Regions from separate parts of the Sus scrofa genome. Here region 2 is linked to region 1. Evidence: chromatin contacts called from public HiChIP or PLAC-seq data. All regions are on one chromosome and are shown on one strand. Each heading gives the region's core, a stretch centred on a gene start, on an enhancer-like site or on the middle of the called end of the contact. The rest is flanking DNA. Distances are from core to core; before and after follow the strand shown.

Region 1 (7,577 bases), core at 1,982-4,481:
AACTTATTCCCAAATAAATATTTCTGTTTTACTAAAGATCTACCTTTTAAACAAACAGGAAGGAAAGTCTCAGGAAAATGTTGCATGATGAATTTTATTTTATTTTGCTTTTTAGAACCTCGCCTGCAGCACACGGAGGTTCCCAGGCTAGGAGTCAATCAGAGCTGCAGCTGCCAGCCTATGCCACAGCCACAGCAATGCCAGATCTTTAACCCACTGAGCAAGGCCAGGGATTGAACCCGAATCCTCATGGATACTGCTCAGCTTCATTACTGATGAGCCACAACAGGAACTCCAAAGAATTTTAATCATGTCAAGTTATAAACAGTATAGGTAATATGTGCTGTTTCTTAAAATGTAAAGACAGCAGCTCTACCAGATAGAGTCTATACATTAAGAAAGAACAGACTGCGTGGCAGTTTTGATAAATATAGCACTCATATAATTTTCTTGGCTTTAAATTTTCTATAGGGTCTGAACAAAACATTTTAGCTAACATAAGGTGGGTCTGAATTCAAAGTACCCCGTGAAACAAGTAGATGATGGTTTTAGTGTTACCTCAAACAGGATCTGAATCAGGCTCAAGTCCTGGCTAATACCACTTTCCTTGGCCTTTAGCTACAGGTGTTTGAGCAAACTCTCCAAACTTGGTTTCACTATCTGTAAAAGCAGTAATGGTAATACCTATCTGTACCTAAGGAGGCTGTGTGGTATAGTGCAGAGAAGAGTAATAAGATGGACCCAGGCTGAAAGTCTACCACTAGTACTATTTATATGACTCTGAGTGATTTCTCATCTATAAGTTCTGAGTGATTCCTCATATGCAAATTTGGGATAATAATTTTTTTTTTCTTTTTTGGCCTCCCTGTGGCACATGATGTTGCCCAGCCAGGGATTAGATCTGATGCACAGTTGCAGGGATGGAACCTGTGTCCTAACACTGCAGAGACAACGATACCACAAGGACACCAATCCCGGTGCGGTGCACCACAGCAGAAACTCCAGGATAATAATATTTAATCCACTGATTGTTAAGCACTTAGAAAGGCAATGTATTTTAAAACACCTATGATAATGAATAGGAAACAGTGAAAACTCAATAATGTTATCCACATAAAATTAGACATTTAAAATAATTCAGAGACTAATTCACTATTTTTGTACTTAGCAAGGGTTGCCAAAGATTACTTATACTTAATAAGTGATATTTCTAACATGTCAGAAATGAATCTAGTCTAGTAGGTTATAAAGCACCTTGTAAACTTTTTTTTCTTTACACTTTTTGACCAGATAAAATGTTAACCAACAAAAAATTTGGTTTATGAAGAAACTTAATATTAAAGTAATAAAATAAGTGTAGATACTAATGAATTAAAAATTCAGAGCATGGTAAGGGAAAAACTCATTGGGATTACTTATTCTTCTGTATAAATGCCGTTGGGTTTTGTCGGTTAATAAAATATTTCTTAAAGGCAAAACACATTGTTCCTTTTAGAACTATTTAAAAGCAGGTAAGATAATGAGCTCGATAAACTCCTGTAATCACCTTGTTCTTTAACTTCAGGCTTAATGTAGTAATACTGAAATGACACCAATAAGAAATCACTACTCCATCCATCTCCTGAACAGAATCATGAAATCTGGGGTATGAATGACAATTTTAGATGTTTACTATCAGAACATATGTAAAAGCCAAGTGGCTGTTCATATTTAGATCAGCAGGAAAGTTTAATTTTAATGTCATTCACTAAAAAATACAAAGTATATTCAGTACAACTGTTTTCAAGAAGAGATTATAAACAAGTAGGCATCTGATTTTTTCAATTTTACACTAGAGGAAAAATTTATTTGGAAAGAATAGTTTCTTGAAGTAGTTTAACAGTTCTGTTTCTTTTTCTAACATGAGTCAGTTATGTGTAATACTTATCAATCTTAATGAGTGCACAAACATAGGAAAGGTTAAAACACAAAGTTCTACACATTCTTTGGTTGCAAAAACATATGAAAATAATTACATCATACCATACTATAAGTAAGGGGCTTTTTTTCTCCTTTATATTGATTCCCTTTTTAATCTACTCCCTGAGGAAGCTATATTTTAAACACAAGAGAAACATTATGCTGAACACCTCAGTCACCAGAGATTGTTCTCTACAACCAAGAAAATCAGATAATACTTGATTTATTATCTTTTCTGTGTTCAAAAATAAGTATACGGTAAAGTACTGGGGGGGGGGTTAAAAAGCATTAAATACAGAAACGGTAGGCAACCTATGTTTATCTTTTCTAAACAGTTTTCTTCCTTCAACTTTTCTGGAGGCCGCATGAGGAGAGAGGAAAAGAGTGGGTATCTGAAGGTGGGCTCTAGTTATTTTCACAAGTACACTGGGTAAGTCAGCTAGATGAAGGGGAAAGAGAAAAAAATTAAAGCGTTCGGGTTCACACTAAAAACACAACTCTTATAAAAAGAGGCCAGTGCAGAGAGTCATGCCCCCCTGACAATGCAGTGACCAATGCTATTCTGACCTATCATGAGCGCGCTACAATCCCAAATCTTAGCAAGTCAATCTGGCATCCCAAATTCGAAAGGGCCTGAAGAATCCCGGCGGAGCAAGGGTCTAGCTCAGCAGTGGCAGAAGTTAATTTTCTAGGAGAGTAAGACTACCCGGCAGTCCTCTACGGTGCTCTTCCCCCGCCGGGGAAGGGGGTGTTACTGTCCGCCTGGCCCCAAGCTCGGGGTCTGGCCCGCAGGCCCCGGGGCTGGGTGGGTGGGGGCCGCCAGCTTCTCCCCGTTGCCCGAGTCCCGACTCGAAGCTACGGGACCAGTTGCTGTAACCACTCGCGATTTCCCCCCCATAGGCTGGGGCCGCCTCTGGCTATGCCCCGGGCCTCCTGTAGGCAGGGATGACCCCCGCCCCACTCACCCGCACGGGTGGTGTCCGTCAGGTCGTGGTTGGCCGCTCCCCGGGGAAACTCCCTCAGTTTCCGGCCGCTCAGGCTCAGCACCCCGGTTACCGCCGCCTCCTCCAGCGCTCGGTCGAGGGAGCGGCTCCACGAGCCCGGGCCGGGACCAGGGCCTGTGCCGGAGTTTGGGCCGCAGTTAACAACGGAGAGGTTACCTCCCGACGTTCCCGGGCCAGAGTACTCTGTAGCCGTGGCCACAGCCACCAACCCTGCGGCCGCCATTTCCTAGCCGACAACTCTCTGGCCCGCCCGCGCAGCGCATGCGCGGCCAGATGATGGGTGGGCGGGGAAAGGGGCTTGCAGACCCCGGACGGGTCCCTTGATGGGCTGGGCTGCAGGGCCCCTCCGCTTACCCCGGCGCTAGCCCCCGCCCACTTGAGGTTTCCAAGCGAAATTAAAACGGAACTCACAAATTGGGAGCGGCGCCCTGCTCTAGTCCCAGTAACCTATCCGACAAGCCTCTATAAAAATACTTTTCAGACCACGCTCCTCACCAAAACTTCTCCACCGTCCTCCTTCAGTACTAGATTAAACATTAAGGCTCAATACCGTTGGTGCCAGAAATTTGGGTGGTGAGATGAGAAACATTTCCTGACTCCTGTCATTCTATAAGCCAAATGATCTCAATGGAGACTTGCAGATTTATTAACTATTATTGCCCGAGAGGAAAAGAAGTGTTAACCTGGCTCTCAAATGTCATAATTCTCACTGAAAGGGACGTATAGATATTTTAGGCCTTTCCTTTTACGAAATAGTTTAACGAAAATAAGCACCTTAAATAGTATCTGTCCCTTAGGCAAGATTGGTGAATAAAGCTGGGTGAGAGGTATTAAAGTTCAAATTTTTGGTCTGGAACCAAAATTGAGAAATATAAAATGATCTGGCCATAATCTACACGTAGGGCTTAGAGACAATTTTAAGAAATAGTCAAAAAAAAAAAGTTACTGAAAAAGTAGAAAATACTACATTTTAAACCAATTAGAGCTCATATATATTGCAACTAGTCCAGCATATTGCTGCTTTAACACACTTAAGCCATTCCTGCTAAATGATGTACATTTCCCCTACAATCAATGAACTTTTACCATGGGAAATAGACTGTCAGATACAGTCCTTTTCTTAGATTGTAATGTAATTAGAATCCGGACAAATAAACCAATTAGATTAAAACCACAAAAAAAGGGCCTAATAGGGGTGGTGGGGATTAACCACCAGAATTCAGTGAAATGCAGTCATAGATGAGGTTTTGAATCAAATCTCAAGGATTCTGATGTGAGGTATGCTGGAAGGTACATCAGCATCAACACATCCAGGTGTGATTTCTAATGGTACATGCGGAGAACATCACCACAGGCCATAAAGATCATGTCAAAGAGCAAAAGAAAATAAGGTTGGAGAGAGCCCGTCCATCATTCATGGTGCAACTCTTCAATGAAACCTTAATTAGTACTTGTCCAACTCCTAAATGCAAGGGATTGCAAAAAAGGTGGTTTTTTTTTTTTTTTTTTTTTTTTTTTTTTTTGTCTTTTTCTAAGGCCGCACCTGTGGCATATGGAGGTTCCCAGGCTAGGGATGTGATTGGAGCTGTAGCCACTGGCCTACACCAGAGCCACATCAACGCAGGATCTGAGCCATGTCTGCAACCTACACCACAGTTCATGGGAACGCCAGATCCTTAACCCACTGAGAGAGGACAGGGATGGAACCTACAACCTCATGGTTCCTAGTTGGATTCGTTAGCCACTCAGTCACTATAAGAATCCCTGTAAAAAAGTTTAATCTCAGTACCAAAGCTGATCAGTAATGGTTGCTCAGATCAGTAATGGTGGTTCTGTGAACTTTTTTTTTTTGGCCGCAGTGGGGCACATGGAAGATTCCAGGCTAAGGATCAAACCCACACCACAGATCCTTAACCTACTGAGCCACAGGGAACTCCTAGCCAAGTAGATTTTAAGGCCCTTAATATGTTAAACTCTACAATTACCTTCCATATCCTACAGTTGAATATATCAATAGTTGTTTTTTGTGGTTTTTTGCCTTGCCTGTGACATACAGAAGTTCCTGGGCCAGGGATAGAACCCCTGCCACGGCAGTGACCCAAGCCACTGCAGTGACAATGCCAGATCCTTAACCTACTGCACCACAGAAGTCCAACCTTAAGCCACTGCACCAAAAGAAGTCCATCTTACTTTAAATATAGTAAGAATGAGTGGGAAGAAGCAGAGATGGAAGATGGGTTATGTCCTAATACAACAGAGGTTATGTTCTAATACAGAAAGTTAGGAGGAAGAAAAAAAAACAATTTTTCAGAGTTCCTGTCGTGGCTCAGTGGTTAATGAACCCAACTAGTATCCAAGAGGATGCAGGTTCAATCCCTGGCCTCGCTCAGTGGGTTAAGGATCCCCCATTGCCATAAACTATGGTGTAGACCGCAGATGCAGCTAGGATCCCGAGTTGCTGTGGCTATGGTGTAAGCTGGGAACCTCCACATACCATGGGTGCAGCCCTAAAAAGACAAAACAAAACAAAACAAAACAAAAACTACAATTTTTGAGAACAGGGTGTTAATGAAAGCAAAATATCTGTAGATGTTTAAGTCTGCAGATATTTGAAGGCCAAAACAAAAGCCTGTGGATATAGGAAAAATGAAGGTGTTATACATATGCTACTACATGAGAACAAGTCCTATGTAAAGAAGGGCTGGAAGAAAAAATGATAGGTCAAGGTGTTAAATTTGAGACTTCTAAGGATCTATAGTTTCACCTACATAGTCAAGGTAGAATATGAGGGAATTCTCATATTACTCCCTCAGTCTTCTCCATAAAGCAAAAGATCATTGACAAGAATGAGGGGGTAGGAAATGGAGTCATTGTAGGAAGCTGACCAAAGAGACTAGTGATTAAGAGAAGTAATGAGAAACAGTTGCAAAAGGGCTGTGAGCACAAGGGCAAGGGATCTACAACTCATTCTACTGCTGCTCCGTGTGGTCTGGAAGCAGGAGATGGAAAAATTGGCAATGTGAGTTACTGAATGTTAGGAATTAATATAACTTCCCTGCTTCTTTCTGTGTATTTTACAGGCTGAAAGTTTACTCACTGAATACTAGGGGCAAAAGTTTCACTGTCTCCAACTCTGTATTTCATATTATGTAGAAAGGAAGTCCTTATCCTACTTCTACTCATTAGAAATATACTAATGAGTATATGTGGGTATAATGGTCACTCCTTTAAGATTCCACTTTATAATATCAAAAGCAAGTAGGATTAAGATCTTGGCCAATCCCATTCTCTTCAAATAAAAAGAAAGCATAGAATTGGTTTGTTACATTCAATAAATGTTTTGGTCCTTCCCTCTTTAATAAGAAGCACTAATAATTGACTTTTTTTTCTTTGCTCTTTAGGGCCACACCTGTGGCATACTGAAGTTCCCAGGCTAGGGGTCGAATCAGAGCCACAGCTGCCAGCAACGTGGGATCTGAGCTGTGTCTGCAACCTACACCACAGCTCACAGCAACACCAGATCCTCAACCCACTGAGCAAGGTCAGGGATCGAACCCGCATCCTCATGGATACTAGTCAGGTTCGTCCCACTGAGCCACAACAGGAACTCCATAATTGACTTTTTAAAGCTTTAGACAAAGAAATTTAGACCATATGATTTTTCTTCTCAGAGGTAAAAGGAAATAGAAATTAAACACACACACTAGGGAAATAGTTTCTTATTCATCTTTAAAGATCAGTAAAACATTTGAATATATTGATAAAAAGTAATTTCAGTTTTAGAATATCACATTTGTTTTTATCAAGCTTTTTGTTGAACAGACTTCAGAAAGTAAACTATAATGGCAGGGGAAAAAAGAGACATTAAAAGTCACCAATTTATAAACAATCCTTAAATCCCTATTAATCGTCCACAATAGTGTGAAATTCTTGTTGCAAACGCTTGGGGTTTATTGGTTATCATTTTTTAAAATGTGCCTAACTCCAAACTGATCTATGAAAAAAGAACTCGATTTTAAAGAAAGCTTAAATCACATGCTTCATTGTTTTTTTACAGTGGCAAAACACAAATAATCATGTAAGTCTGATGAAATTTCAAAGATGAGAAATGAAGAAATCATTTTCTGCCCTAATACTACCTGCACTCTGAATGTATGATATTCATTCTCCGTAGTACACAGTTATTTCTTCTCTCTTATCTCCATACAGTAATGTAGATATATGTCAGAATAAAAATTGCCTGACACTGGGTGTGTTGTGTGAATTATAAAGCTATTGACACCAAATTTGATATACATATCTATTACAACAAAAAATAACCACTGGGCAGTAAAGTCTTTAAGTTTGTTCGTACTTGGAAGCATTTTATGATTTGTTTATAGATAAAATTGTAGTAAGGTTTATGTCTACTTAAAAAAATGCATAATGTTTGATTAGGAACAATGGCCTTTTCCAAGAGGTCTACCTAACTGGAATACCCAAAGTGATAAAATCTCACAATAATCACTGACAATGTATATTCACCTCCTATCCTACAAATGCTAATACACAGCTACTACATCTTAAATACCTGACAAGCCACACATTTCACTACTTTCTTTGGGTGTTCGATTC
Region 2 (7,577 bases), core at 1,404-3,903, 180 kb before region 1:
GGTTTTTAAATGCATACTACAGTACTACACAATCTGCAGTTGACAGAACTCACAGATTCAGCTAACTGTAGTTACACCTGGATTTCCCACTGTGCCCTTAACCATACATTGTTCATAGGTCAACTATACTATTCCCTTCAGGCAGCTTTAGCAATACCTCAAATGCAGGCAAAAATCATTCAATCCCTTTGCCTTGATTTTCTGTAAGTTTCTGCCAAAACATGTTCCATAATACATTTTCACAGTAGCCACTAATTTTGCAGCATGACATTTTATAATCACTGGAGTCCTTAGCAGTCAAAGCCAGACCCCCTTCAGCTTAGTTTGATTCAACAAGGTGCCATTTGCAAATAACTACTTACCACACGGATTCTGTGTCCAATGGCCTTGGCAGGAAGGTTGCTTCGGAATTTGGCACGAACCATGCCACTGTTGCCATGAGCACGAGTTACCTTTCCCCAGATTACTCTGGTTTTGTTAGGTTTTCCGCCAGGAGTCACTGTGTTACTGATTTTAAAAAAGGATTTAAAAAGGAATGAGAACCAAGACAATCAGTATAGTGAGATATAAAAATCAAGGTGACTTCAGGACCAATGGCTCTCAACCCTAGTTAACCACTTTGGTCACCTGGGAAACTTTAAATGGTTAATAGCTACAATATTGGAGGAGAAAAGGGCAATGGGGGACAAGGAAATGTGAGGATGTTTGAATGTAGAGAGAGAACTTTTTTGCAATTTTCAATAACCAAGGAAGGCCTTACTAAGAAGGTAACACTAGGGAAAAGACTGGAAAGGGAACAACAGCTTGTGTTAAAAACCTGAGGTTGTGTCCCTGGCTCTTGGGAGGGCAGTAGATAGGATAAATCCTAGCTGGGTTAAGAGTAGAAACAGGGAGCCCTGAATGTATATGGTCCTAGAAGCTCCTTAATGACCTCAACTTTTACTGAAGAGATGGGACCAGTGGGAGTTTGAGCAATGTACAGATGATGTGACTTAAATTTTTAAAGGCTCACTCTGGTTGCAGAAGGAAAGGGGGCTAGGGGAAATAAAAGCGTGACCCCCAAGAATCTTCCAAAGAAGCCAGGATTAAGAACCAATGCTCTAAAGACATAAATAATACGTTCATGCATGTATACAACTATATAAGAGTCCAACGAAATGAATTAAGGTACATGAAAAGGGCTCTATAAAACCTTAAGATCATAATATACAGAACTGACTCCTTCCTTGAAAACACTTAACAGCTGTACTTTTTCTAAGTGCAGAAGACACCTACATCCAACACCACCATGATGTTCCATAAAATCCAAAGTAGACTCTACAACAGTACCAATTACTTTACCAACTTCAAATGAGACAAATCAAGTACAACTCAGAAAATATAAAAATACTACATAAACTTACTTCTTTGCTTTGTACACATAAGCACATCTCTTGCCTAGATAAAATTCAGTTTCATCTCGGGCATAAACACCTTCAATTTTAAGAAGAGCTGTGTGCTCCCTCTGGTTCCGGAGACCCCGCTTATAACCAGCAAAAATGGCCTTGGACCACAACCTACGACAAAATATATCGTTAACCATAAGCTGTTAAAAGATACCTCAACTTCGATAAACCACAGGTACAGATCTGACTTGTGATGATGACCCGTGTAGCAAACATTTTTTCCCCCACCAATTTTAAGCTCACGTTTAGGTTCAAGCGTAATAAAGAGACTGCAAGTACAAAGCAATGATATGTGAAACGCATACCTTCCCGACATATTTGCTGGTTTTGAAGTCCTGCTCCCAGGAGGCCTTAAAACAAAAATAATCAGTTTAAAATCTTGTATTCGCACGTTTCCTACCTAGTCTCCTCAGAAAAGGACCCCTAAGTCAGATAACAGCTAAGCAAACTCCAAAATGAGACAAAAACGAAAAGTGGTAAGACAGTAAACTACAAGTAACTTCTAGAAACTCCAAAAGGAAGTCTTAAGAAAATTCACGCCACGGTCAGTAGGAGAAAATGAATATCAAAGAAAACAGAAGCACGCAAGGAACAAGGCTCTTAAGCACAGCATAGGAAAGAAAGGCTAAAAAGAGATCGTAAATACGCAAAGCCAGGTTTAGAGAAAGAATAAATGGACAAGGAACCCTGCCTAAAGGAACGACTGCTTCAAAAGGGCAACTGCTGCCAGACAGAATCCATCTCTGTTCCTCCAGGAAGCAACTCCGATTACGGGAGCACCCGTTCACAGACGTCAGGGGACCAGCACCATCAGTCCAATATCTCCTCCATCCTGTCCTCCCCGTTGCTAGAATCCATAAATATCACTAGCTGGCAGAGACCCGGCGATGCAGCAGTGCCTCGCTGAGGCAAAAACCGAGTCCATCCCAGTCATTTGCCCTCAAAGTTCAGCTGCCAGAGCTAAACTCACCTCCACAGGCTCCAAGATGGCTGAAAGAGAAGGGGGAAGGCCCCGCCGCGGAGCCTTGTGGGTAAACACCTATCTGCCCCGCCCCCATTTAGGCATCTTCCGCGACCGCCAAAAAAAGAGCCCGAGAAATCGTCTTCTGACTAAAATAAGCCTCGTTCAAGAGCATTCGTACAATTCTTTCCCTGAGTCCTTTTATCTTTGTAAGATGCGACCCGCATTATTTTGGAGCAGATGGAGGCAAAATGGTAGCCAGCTAAACGAGAAGAAAGGCCCTCCGAAGCTTGCGTTGCCACAGAAACACCTCAGCGTCATTCCCGTGTGCAGTAGTTGAGGTGAAGCCGCTCCGGTCCTCCAGATTTGATTCGCCAACAAGGGAGTCTCTTTCCTTCTCTTCACAGTGGAATAGAGCGAACGGAGACTCTCGGGTTCTAGCCTGGAAGAGAAAGCCCGCCAGCACGAAGGCAGGAGGAGGGAGGGAGTTCTCTTTACCTCCCCTTCCCATCCCCTTCCTCCTTTCCTCGTACTCCTTTATTTCTTTCAAGAAATGACTTAAGTTCTTACTTCCATTCTTTCATTTTGTCTTTGGGGTGAAGAGCACTGCCCTCAAAAGGCCTCCTTCCCTTTTTAAAATAATTCCGTCAGCCGCCAAGCTCTCAGTGAGCGCAGTACCGTGCCCATGTGTAATAGGTCTTAAGTAAATACTTGCAGACCAGAGTTGGATAGATTAGTTGAGTCAGAGATTTAATTTCCTAATTATTGCACATTTATTTGGGTTGCTCAATGCATTTATTTCTTTTTTTCAACAAGTAGTTTTAATGACTGACTACCATGTACCAAGCTTTGTTCTTGGCTCAGAAAACGCTGCAGTAAGTAAAACGGCAGAAATCTCTGCCTCATGGAGCTTACATCTAGTAGAGGGAGCAAAACAAGTGAATAAAATATATACTACATTAGAAGGTAATGTAAGGTGTTCCCGTCGTGGCCCAGCGGTTAAAGAATCTGACGAGCAGCCAAGAGAACTCACGTTCGATCCCTCGCCTCGTTCAGTGGGTTAAGGATCCAGCGTTTTTGTGAGCTGTGGTGTAGGTTACAGACACGACTCAGATCCTGCATTGCTGTGATGTAGCCAGCGGCTGCAGCTCGGATTCAGCCCCTAACCTGGGAACCTCCATATGCCCTAAAAAGCAAAAAAAAAAAAAGTAATATGAGAAAAAAATTAGCTATAAAGATTGGTTCCAGAGGGGGCCAATGGCAGATACTTAGCAAAAGCCAGTGATTTAAAGCTGATATCTGATGGATCAGTGGGACTTTACAATTTGGAGAGGGGCAGGGAGAGGAGTGCAAGTTGAAGGAGTAACACGTGCAAAGACCTTGAGTTGGAAGGGAGCATGATTCCATAGAAGAAAGAAGCCCACTGAAACTGAGGCCATGAGAGCAATAAAAGGGCAGTGCTAGGTGGATCTGGAGAAGAACAGAGGAACCCAGGTCATGCAAGTCTTATGGTCCAAGTTGAGAATTTTAGTTTTTGTCCTAAGGTAATAGAATCCATTGAAGGGTTTTAAAGAGAGATGTGATGAGAGTTTCAATTTGAAAAGGTCAGTCGTTCATTTAAAAAAAAATCGCTTTTAATTTAGAGGCTGTTAGGAGTTCCTGTTGTGGTGCAGAGGAAACGAATCCAACTAGGAACCATGAGGTTGTGGGTTCAATCCCTCGCCTCACTCAGTGGGTTAAGGATCCAGCGTTGCTGTGAGCTGTGGTGTAGATTGCAGACATGGCTCGGATCTGGCTTTGCTGTGTCTGTGGCCTAGGCAACAGCTCTGATTAGACCCCTAGCCTGGGGACCTCCATATACCTCGGTGCGGCCCTAAAAAGACAAAATAATAATAATAATAATAATTTAGAGGCTTTTAGAGTAGTTCAAGCAAGGAACAACAGATTCAACATGGTGTTGGGGGGATATGGAAATAGAAAGTAAAATCCATAGGATGTGGTGATGCTTTGAACTGGGAGAATGCTGATGTCACGATGAAGGAGGAAGCAGAAATGACTCCTAAGTTTTCAGTGTTGAGCAATGAGAAGCCAGAACAGCACAAAAGTACTGGGTTCTGCATAAGTGTAGCCCTATCTTACCTGTGTGAAGCACACTCACCTAGGCCCCAGGCCCAAAAAATGGAAAAATAACACAGCAAAGAACAAAATCTTCTTACCATGCTACTTCCTCCTAAGACTGCGCTTATACCAGAAAATTTGGCTAGTTTGGAATCTTTTTCAGTTTACATAAAAATTCTTTAATTTCTGTGTATGTTTGTTTCATGAGACACATTTGTACCACCCTCCTCAGGATCACTTTATTGTGGCCAAAATCACACTGTAAACTTATCATTTGCTATTGATTCAGTACAGAGGAAATTTCTCCATAGGATGTTCTCATTGTAAAGCTTATTTAAGCAGAGAAGCCTTTGATTTACTGAGGAAGGGTAACACCTTGATAGCAGTTTAAACTAATTTTTCAGGTTAAATATAGTTTTTCTAAGTGGAAGCTCAATTGTTTTTCTAAGTCTGTTAACTGACAGATAAGGGGAATGCAGCAAACAAATTAAATATTTTAGTAATCAGAATAACAGAAAAGTAAATCTGTTATAAAACTATCACCAACCAATACTCAGAATACAATAAAAAACAGGGAGTTCCTGTTGTGGCTCAATGTTATCAAACCCTACTAAGATCCATGAGGATGCAGGTTCGATCCCTGGACTCTCTCAGTGGCTTAAGGATTGCCATGAGCTTGGTGTAGGTTGTAGATACACCTTGGATCCTGCCTTGCTGTGGCTGTGGTGTGGGGCAGCAGCTGCAGCTCTGATTTGACCCCTAGCCTAGGAAATTCCATACGCCTCAGGTGTGGCCCTAAAAAAGGAAAAAGAAAAAAAAAAAAAACATAAGAAAAGCCATGTTGGACACTTACTTACCTTAAGAAACTCAAAGAGTGCCAATAAGTAAGCTGACTATTTAATAGACCTGCAGCACATGATGGCAATGGTTCTTCCATCTCTGGGACTGTTCTGCTAAGCAAAAAGTGGGATAAGCTACAGCTCTTCTAACTCTTTAATTTTCTCTTAATGAAAGGGCGTAGAAATAACTTAAATTCATTCAGCACTGCCTTAAACTAATCTCAATGTTTTCTTCCCACTTTAGGTGGTTGCATTTTTTTTTTGAAATTATAAATGTACTGTGGAGGTTAACAAAACTAATTCAAGAAGAATGGAAGAGTATGTTCCAATTTCCAATTTATTATATATATAATAAATAATTATATAATTATATGTAAATATATGTTATACACACACACACATATATTCACGTATAATGCCTTAGGGAGATCTCATAGGTGCAGCCCTAAAAAAAAGCAAAAAAAATGCCTTATGTTAAATATCTGTATTATTTACCTATGGATGTGTAACAAAACTTAGTGACTGAAAGTAAATCATTTATCATTTTATACAGTTTCTGTGGGTCAAGAATTTGGGAGCAGTTTAAGTGGTTGCTTCTGTTTTGGGGTCTCTCAGAATTTGAGGTTGGCCAGGGCTGCAATCATCTATAGACTTGACTGGGTCTAGAGGATCCACCTCCAAGATGGCTCTTTTACAGAGGTGGCAAGTTGATGCTGGCTGTGGGCAAGAAGCTTTAGCTTCTTAGCATCAGGAACCCTTCACAGGACTCCTTATGTGTCCTCATGACAAGGAAAGTGGCTTCCCACACAGCGCTATGAGAAAGTGATGGAGAAGCTTTAATGTCTCAAAATCACCTAGCCTTGGAACCCACAGTATCATTTTAGTTACATAGGTTAGTCCTATTCAATGTGGGGAAGACTAGACAAGGGCAGGAGTACAAGAAAAAAATCATATGGGTCACCTTGGAGACTGGCTGCTGTGTTTCATCTTCCAATAATCGAGACAATTTTGGTTAGTATCTAAAGATGTTGCTAGAAAAAAAGTTTATTTTGGCTCAAGTTCAAATTGATTAAGCATAGTCAGCATAGCCAAATAGCCTGGGCTACATATCTTTATCTTTATTAAATATGAAGTTACTTGCCTTTGGTAGGTGAGAATGTCACTGTGAAGTATTTAGCAGAATCAGATGCAAACTACTTTTGTTCATTATGTTGGTTATATTATATGATAACATGGACTTTGCAGGAGCCAATCTACATGCTGCCTGCGCTTTTAAGTAATTTTTAAACATTTAGCGGCTGAATTATTTTTTCTTTTATTCTTTCTTTAGAGGTCAACAGGAAACCTCAAATCTTCCTCCAGATGTTTGGCACTCTGAGGTGACAGTGTCAGTCACAGGGGAACCACCTACTGCTGCAGAAGAAATTGAAGAAACAGCCAAAGAGACAGCCAGAGAAATCACACCAGAAATCACAAAGCCACTCTCCATTGTAGATGTGCTGAGGATCTCTGCAGTTCTGGAGGACACCATAGACCAGCTCTCCATTCTAAACTATATCATGCCAGTTCAGTATGAAAAAAGACCAAGCAGCAGCATGGTAGATACACTCACTATTACTTAATTTTAGCTTTCCTTTCTTTTTGTTTCCCCATCATTTTCAGTACCTACGCCATTAAGTTTAACTTGGGAAATAACACCTTCATATCAGGTGAAGGGCTACAGTAAATATCTGAGATGCTTACTCTCAATTAATAGAGTGAAACAGACATAGCTTTAGGTGCATTACCAGTCAGAAAATCCATTTCTTCCAATATGTTGGCATTATTCTATTTTTTTTTTTTTGTCATTTTTTGGGCCACTCCTTCGGCATATGGAAGTTCCCAGGCTAGGAATCGCAGCTGTAGCCACCAGCCTATGCCAGAGCCACAGCAACATAGGATCCCAGCCACGTATACAACCTACACCACAGTTCATGGCAACGCTGGATCCCTAACCCACTGAGCAAGGCCAAGGATTGAACCCAAAACCCCATGGTTTCCAGTTGGATTCATTAACCACTGAGCCACGACGGGAACTCCTGTTGGCATTATTCTAAAAGGCCTATAGAGGATTTCCCGTCATGGCTCAGTGGTTAACGAATCTGACTAGGAACCATGACATTGTGAGTTCGATCCCTGGCCTTGCTCAGTGGGTTAAGGATCCGGTGTTGCCGT

Evidence for each region. HiChIP or PLAC-seq counts read pairs in DNA pulled down with a chosen protein or histone mark.
Region 2: an H3K27ac HiChIP or PLAC-seq map of alveolar macrophages shows a contact between it and region 1. The contact joins the promoter of IQCG here to the promoter of LRCH3 in region 1. A contact is called at or near these places in 1 of 47 Hi-C or Micro-C datasets (heart right ventricle) and 2 of 2 datasets of contacts at active chromatin or transcription factors (alveolar macrophages and skeletal muscle).

The regions. Positions count from the first base shown.
Region 1 is chr13:134,401,731-134,409,307 of Sscrofa11.1, reverse strand. It overlaps LRCH3 (leucine-rich repeat and calponin homology domain-containing protein 3), which reads right to left and starts at 3,231. Exons shown (of 21, transcript XM_013982361.2): 1 at 2,925-3,231. The coding sequence starts at 3,186. FYTTD1 (UAP56-interacting factor) reads right to left here. Exons shown (of 9, transcript XM_003358772.4): 9 at 6,676-7,577.
Region 2 is chr13:134,583,198-134,590,774 of Sscrofa11.1, reverse strand. IQCG (IQ domain-containing protein G) reads left to right here and starts at 2,653. Exons shown (of 10, transcript XM_021070200.1): 1 at 2,653-2,876; 2 at 5,608-5,681; 3 at 6,694-6,961. The coding sequence starts at 5,674. It overlaps RPL35A (60S ribosomal protein L35a), which reads right to left and starts at 2,487. Exons shown (of 5, transcript XM_003358773.4): 1 at 2,416-2,487; 2 at 1,751-1,795; 3 at 1,404-1,556; 4 at 363-507. The coding sequence starts at 1,761.